2 separate regions of the Oryctolagus cuniculus genome follow, and region 1 is linked to region 2. A link is a contact called in public Micro-C data. All regions are on one chromosome and are shown on one strand. Each heading gives the region's core, a stretch centred on a gene start, on an enhancer-like site or on the middle of the called end of the contact. The rest is flanking DNA. Distances are from core to core; before and after follow the strand shown. Region 1 overlaps ANKRD46 (ankyrin repeat domain 46). Region 2 holds the start of RNF19A (ring finger protein 19A, RBR E3 ubiquitin protein ligase).

The links. Hi-C and Micro-C count contacts between places; a contact is called where the count stands out from the background.
Region 1: a Micro-C map of ear pinna shows a contact between it and region 2, with 5 times the contacts expected there. The contact joins the enhancer-like site here to the promoter of RNF19A in region 2. A contact is called at or near these places in 2 of 6 Hi-C or Micro-C datasets (ear pinna and an unstated tissue).

The regions. Positions count from the first base shown.
Region 1 is chr6:126,016,686-126,019,600 of mOryCun1.1, forward strand. It overlaps ANKRD46 (ankyrin repeat domain 46), which reads right to left. Exons shown (of 6, transcript XM_070075370.1): 4 at 1-41. The coding sequence starts at 14. Among named protein-coding and RNA genes, the nearest start is that of ANKRD46, 26 kb to the right of the region's middle. Within about 2 kb of position 1,341, at least 3 of the 8 cell types and tissues checked have an H3K27ac peak or open chromatin away from gene starts, as enhancers often do. A contact at or near this core is called in ear pinna, where this site is marked.
Region 2 is chr6:125,791,457-125,794,414 of mOryCun1.1, forward strand. It overlaps RNF19A (ring finger protein 19A, RBR E3 ubiquitin protein ligase), which reads right to left and starts at 1,469. Exons shown (of 10, transcript XM_051843960.2): 1 at 1,215-1,469.

The DNA.
Region 1 (2,915 bases), core at 91-2,590, 230 kb after region 2:
AAAACGTAGGACATGGTTCTGATGTGGCAGATGGACTATGCCTGTAATGGAACAGGAGGTGAGTGAGAGCTGAGGAAGCCGAGCTAAGCCCGGAGAGTACAGCACTACAAAAGCACGACATCTTATCCTTCTTGGCCTCCTGCCTCTAATAAATTATGTTACCAAACCCAGATAGTTTCATGTATTTTATTTTCCATTAAAGTGTTTTATTTTCGTCACATCTGCTAAGTCAAAATTGCAAGTAAATTTACTGTAAAGCTCTCTTTTGTTTTTCACCATGTCAAACGATCAGATAGTTTTAAATGGGAGTGGGCATCTGGGGCTGTGGTTATGTCCCTGGCTGAGATGCCCACATGTTGTGGACCAGCAGGCTGAAGATCTCGCTCGCTCTCTCTCTGCCTTTCAAATAAAATAATAGGATAAATTTTAAAGCAGGTTATCACTGCTTAGATAAGTTTACAGTACTGTCAGAAGACACATAACCTGTTCTTTAAACTTCAAAGAATTACATTTATATAAACGCTACTGCTCGCAGGAATTCCTGTTTAACACAAAGTCATTCCTTTTCACATATTTGCTTCTCCTTGTTCTTAAGCTATTCTGCATGGTAAACAGAACTACCTGCATGGAAAAAATCAAACAGCTTGCTGTCAGTACGGACCCGCCAGAACACTGTGTGTGCAGCCTAAATTTCAAGTGCTCATAGAAAGAGGAAAGCCAAGCAAAGTAACAAACTGAATTTAAAACTTAGAAATATTAAGAAGCCAATTCAGATTATCCTTCTTTTTACAATATTAATCCTATTGTGCATTGCCTGTGCCTATCTCATTATATGGTTTTGCCAAGACGTGAGAGGTGAAGTCTGAAGACGAGCGATGAGGAAAGGTAGTTATGCCTGGGAAGACAGAGGTAGGACATGAGCAGCAGCCTCAGCTGTGTCACCGTGAGGCCTCCTGTCGCCCACCAAGCAGGCTCGCCAGTCTGCCCGCACCTCTCGCTGATACCACTTGGCCCACTGGCATGCCTGAACTCTCAGAACACTCTGCTTACCACAGGGCAAACAACTGGACCTCTCTCTTCTCTTGGTTCATTAAAGAACAAGTCAAAATTTGTCAAGACAAACTTTATTAGGAAATTGGAAAGAAAGAAAATAGGCAAAGAGAAGGTAGGAGACTGACGCAGTTTGAGGGATGGCTCCCTCTCCCTAGGAATGCAAAAGCATGGTCACAGCTGGGCGGGCCCGCACAGCTCATCGGGAAAGTCTGCTTCTCGGGAACACGGCTGAAAGCGGACGCCTGACCAAGGCCCTCTGGCGTCTGACCTCCAGGGGCTTCAGGAAGGCGTGTCTGCAGAGTCTGCTGAGATCCCCGGCCCCTGGTCCTCTCCGCCTGGCTTCTCAGCAGAGCTGCTGTCCCTGTGTCCTTGGCTGCTTTCACTGCACTATGAGGCTGCCATGGGCCTCTGTGGGAAGCAGGGGCACGGCGTTGTTAATGGACTTTATTCCCTCTCCGTACACTTGACTGTCAGTGAGAGGCACCGAAGGACTGTACGCCAAGGACACAGCACGGTCTTACAAGTCATTAGATGGACGGCTGCACAGAGGGGCGAGACGGGAGGCAGGGAGGCCCATCAGCAGGCAGTGTCACAGCCTAGGCGAGAAATGCCGAGGCTGAGCCCAGGCAGTGGCAGGCAGAAGGGGGCCGCTGGCCGGTAACACAGAAGACACACTGAGCGCAGCGTCAGAGTCAGCGGCTGCGGAGGGTGAGGAGCTGTTAAGGATGATTCCAAATAAGGGAAAAATCTGCTTATGATTACGGGTTACAGAGCTCATGGTAAAAATAAACTGCGGATTAGGATGTTACACAACGATCACAGAGCGAAGTCACTGAGGAGGATCTGCACGCCGAAATAACGACTGCTTGGTTGAGGGCAGTCTCCCCATTTCCCCTCCAGAAGTTGCTGGCTTGGCTCGTGAGAAAGACAAAGCTCTCGCAAACCTTTTCACGGAGAAGATACCAGCTATCAAGCGCTTTCCAAGAGACAGTGTGTTCTGCGAGAACAGATAACGATTCACACACAGCTACGAGCGCCTGTGGTTTGCAGGCCGGTCTCTGACTGCGGGCTCAGGGAGAACACAGGCCTGCCTGTCTGTTTTTCAGGTGAGAAGCGGCGCAGTGTTTCTGTCAGCTGCTTTGTGTCCTTGAGAAACTGCTGACCTTACCCTCACATCTAACGAGCCCGGCGACAGACGACGTTCTGCATCCTGATCAAGCACTGAATCTGCAAACCACAGTGCACTGAAGGTCTCACGCGCTGCGAGGAAGCCCACGGCAGAGAACACTCACGTCAGCCTGGAGATTAGATCTTTCCTCCAGCGGTCGCCCGCCCGGCAGTTTCTCTGAATTCTTAAGAAGCCTCCACGAAAACACCCAGCAACGGGCCGGCAGGAAGTGCAGTGCCAACAGGGGGCGGGGAGGGGGGCGTGAAGAACCTGTCGCTCTGTGGAGCTGAGACAGACGCTCAGCAGGGCACCCGTGGGTGAGGCCCAGTCAGGCACCCACAAGCGCTGCAGCGGCAGGCGGGCGAGCAGAGGGGCTCCCTGAGGAGCTGCTCGCGGGCCAGCACGGCACGGGCACACAGACCAAGGGGAAAGGATCAACCGCGTGCCATCCGCGGAGCACAGACCGGACTCTGAAACTCGCTCACTGTTTGGAATTCAGAACGCATAGTTTTCACATTATGAATGGAGGCTAGATTCCAGACTAGTCCACAGAAGCACTTTTTAGAAATGAAATACTATTCATAACGGGGGAAGAAGTAAAAGCAGCCAAGACTTCTATTTAAACCACTTAGGGTACAGTTAGGAAAGACTATTTCTAATCTATCTCGGATGCTGGCATTTAAATCTGAGACTG
Region 2 (2,958 bases), core at 219-2,718:
GCTGAAAACTTGGGCATACCATCAGGTTTAATCGAGCCAATACGGTCAATGAATCTAGGTTAAAATAAGAAAAGCAGCCAAGAAAACAATAGAAAGACAGCCATGTTCTTACCAAAAAAAAAAAAAAAAAAAAGAGAGAGAGAGAGAGAGAGAAAGGAAAGAAAAGATCACAAACATTTCACAGCAGCAGCTTTTCGCCTCCACTGTTTACTAACATTTAAGGCCAACACCTGGGGATGCCCTTTCCAACGTCAACGTAACAGAACATTCTGCCACATTTTGAACAGCCAATATTAAGCAGAGTAAGCAAGCATCCTTCATGTATTTCTACCTCCGAAGGCCAACGGGGGAAAAAGTCCACCTTCCTCTCTCCCACAGACCTAGCCTCCGCCACTCTCTTCCTTCTTCTATGTACTGCCCTTGACGCGAGGTTAACGAACCCTAAACTTCTTTTTCCACGGTCCATCGGTGGAAAGGGTGGGGCTGGAGGTGGGGGGCGAGGGCAGGGTGGAACCCAGCTGATAAAAGCTGGAAATGCAAAGTCGGGGCATTACTTGCTGGGTGCGGGCCGGGAACACCCAGACGAAGGTCCAGGGGAAGACAAGCCCGGAAGATCCCGGAGCCACACACCACGGTTCACCGGGGGTGTAGCTTGCTCGGACCAACCCGCCCCGGCTCCCGGCTTTCCTGCCCAACAGCCCCAGGCGTTGGGGGGCCGACCTCCCCGGCCCCCCGAATGTGCAAGCCAGGCCCGGAAGCCGGTCCCGTTAGAGCCGATTTCACCCGTCAGGAATGCGCTCCGCCCCCGCCGCCCCGCCGGGGCAGCCGCCCTCCGGTCTCGCCAGCTTCAGGGGCTGGGCGAGTGCTCCAGGGGAGCACCGCCTCGGCAGTCACAACACTGCCGGGCCGGCTGCCCGCTCCACAGACACCCGGGCTCCGCCCCGGCCAGCGCAGCCAACCCAGGGGCCAGTCCTGGGCCTGACCCTCGAGGCCCCGAGTCCCCCCCCCCCCCACGCCCCGGGCCGGCTGGCCGCGGCCCCAGCCCCTCTCGCAGGGCGCCGAAGGGGGCGCCTTCTCGCCCCCCACCCCCAAGTCCCGGGGCTTCCGAATCCATTTTCGTCCCGGGGAAGGGCGCGAGGCCAGAGCTCGTCGGGTCGGAAACCGGAGCCACCCTGCCCGCTCCCGGGTGCAACCTCCTGCGGTGCCCGCCGTACCTTAACTCCTCAGAGCGGCGGCGACGCAGAGCTGCGGGCGAGCAGGCCCATCTCCCCCGAGCGACGGCAGGAACCCGAGGAAGCGCTGCGGGTGCGGGGGGTCCCTCAGCGGCGAGCGGCGCCTCTCAGCCGGGGCGGGGAGAGCGGAGGGACCGGGGCCCGACGGCCGCTCCCCAGACCTCCTCCGCAGTTCTGGCTGGAAGGCTGCTGGGGTGAACCAGCACCACAACTGCCATTCCCCCTCCCTCAGCCCCCGCTTTCCCCGCCTCCTCCTCCCACTTCTTCCTCTCGCCCCCGCCCCCCGGCCGCCCCGCCCCGCCCCGCCTCGGCGCGCCACCCACGTGCCTTGCGTCATGGCGTCACGCCCACCCGGCCCGCCGCGGGCGGCTCTGGGACTTGGTCGAGCGTTCGCCGGACGCCCGCGCACCGTTTCGCTGGCTGCACCTGGGCGGCCGGGCAGTCACCCGCCCTGCCGCGTGCAGAGATTCGCCCTGAGTGGGCTGGGCTGTGGGGCAGCGTCTCCCCGCCCTCCTGCGAGGACAGGTGGGGATGGCTGGAGCTGTCAGAGCGAAGGATGCCGGCTCCTGGCTTTTCGCACGGCGTTATTTATTCCTTTTGTGCTTTCTCGGTTCACCTGCTTGATTGGCAGCACCCGGGAGAGCGGGGCCGCTGCGTGGCCCAGAGTTCTGCTCTGGGCGCGGTACGTCCGCAGGTGCCCTCGGTCAGTTTTAATGGCCCTTGGCCACAGTAGCACCTTGCGCGAGGGTGTGGAGACTCCCTTGGACTCACCTTTGTCACTCCGTATTTTGGTACTTCACAAAGCCGTATGCTCATTGAGAATTCACATTTCAGTGCTCATTGATCTCTGCTACTTTCTGAATTACTTTGATCTAGCTTTAACTGTTGCATCACCTATCTTCTAAGCCTGCCAGACACCCCTCCTTTAATTTTTTTACCTTACACAAGACTTGGTATAAATTCTTCTTAATTGAATGAACAAAGTCAGGGCCTGGTCCATTTCCTCCTGGTTTATTTCTCATCAAGATATAGATCAGTCTTCTTTGGAATACTGAGAAATGAATATGATAGATGCTGGACAGACTGCATTCGCCATCTGTTTCTTAACTAAATATATCATCCTTCCAATCCTTGTTTTAGTATGTCTAATTGAAATTAGATACAAACCAGGGAGCCATGGTCTTTCCGACCGTGGTTGGTATCGTTGGTAACCCAGTCATGTTTACCAATTAGAAAACCGAACAAGCAAGGCAGTTGAGGTCCAAGTATCTTTGAACGTTAATTTTAAAGGAAGTAATTATGGGTCTGTTTATTTTCATTTGTCAGAAATTTTCAAACTGTTATAGATGCACCTTTAAATGCTATTTGAAGGCAGCCAGCAGTTTATGGGATACTTGAAGCCTACAGATAGTATAAGAATAGTACATTGATGGAACAGTACCCATACATAATATAATCCTTGAAAAGATATCAACATGTTAAACAACATTTCAGCACAGATGGAGATTGGCTTGAGAGGGGGTTTTGACGACAGTTCTGCAGAATGAGGATGGTTGTGTACTCTGTACAGTTGTATTTTCCAGAGATGCCTTTTCCAGCTTCCTGAAAGTTAGAGAGACTTCCTCCTCTTCGCTAGGCCAACGTAAATCTCCAAGGAAACAAATACTGAACATCTCCACCCACATCCCCACAGGCACTTCAAACTGAGCCTAACGTGGAGTTTACC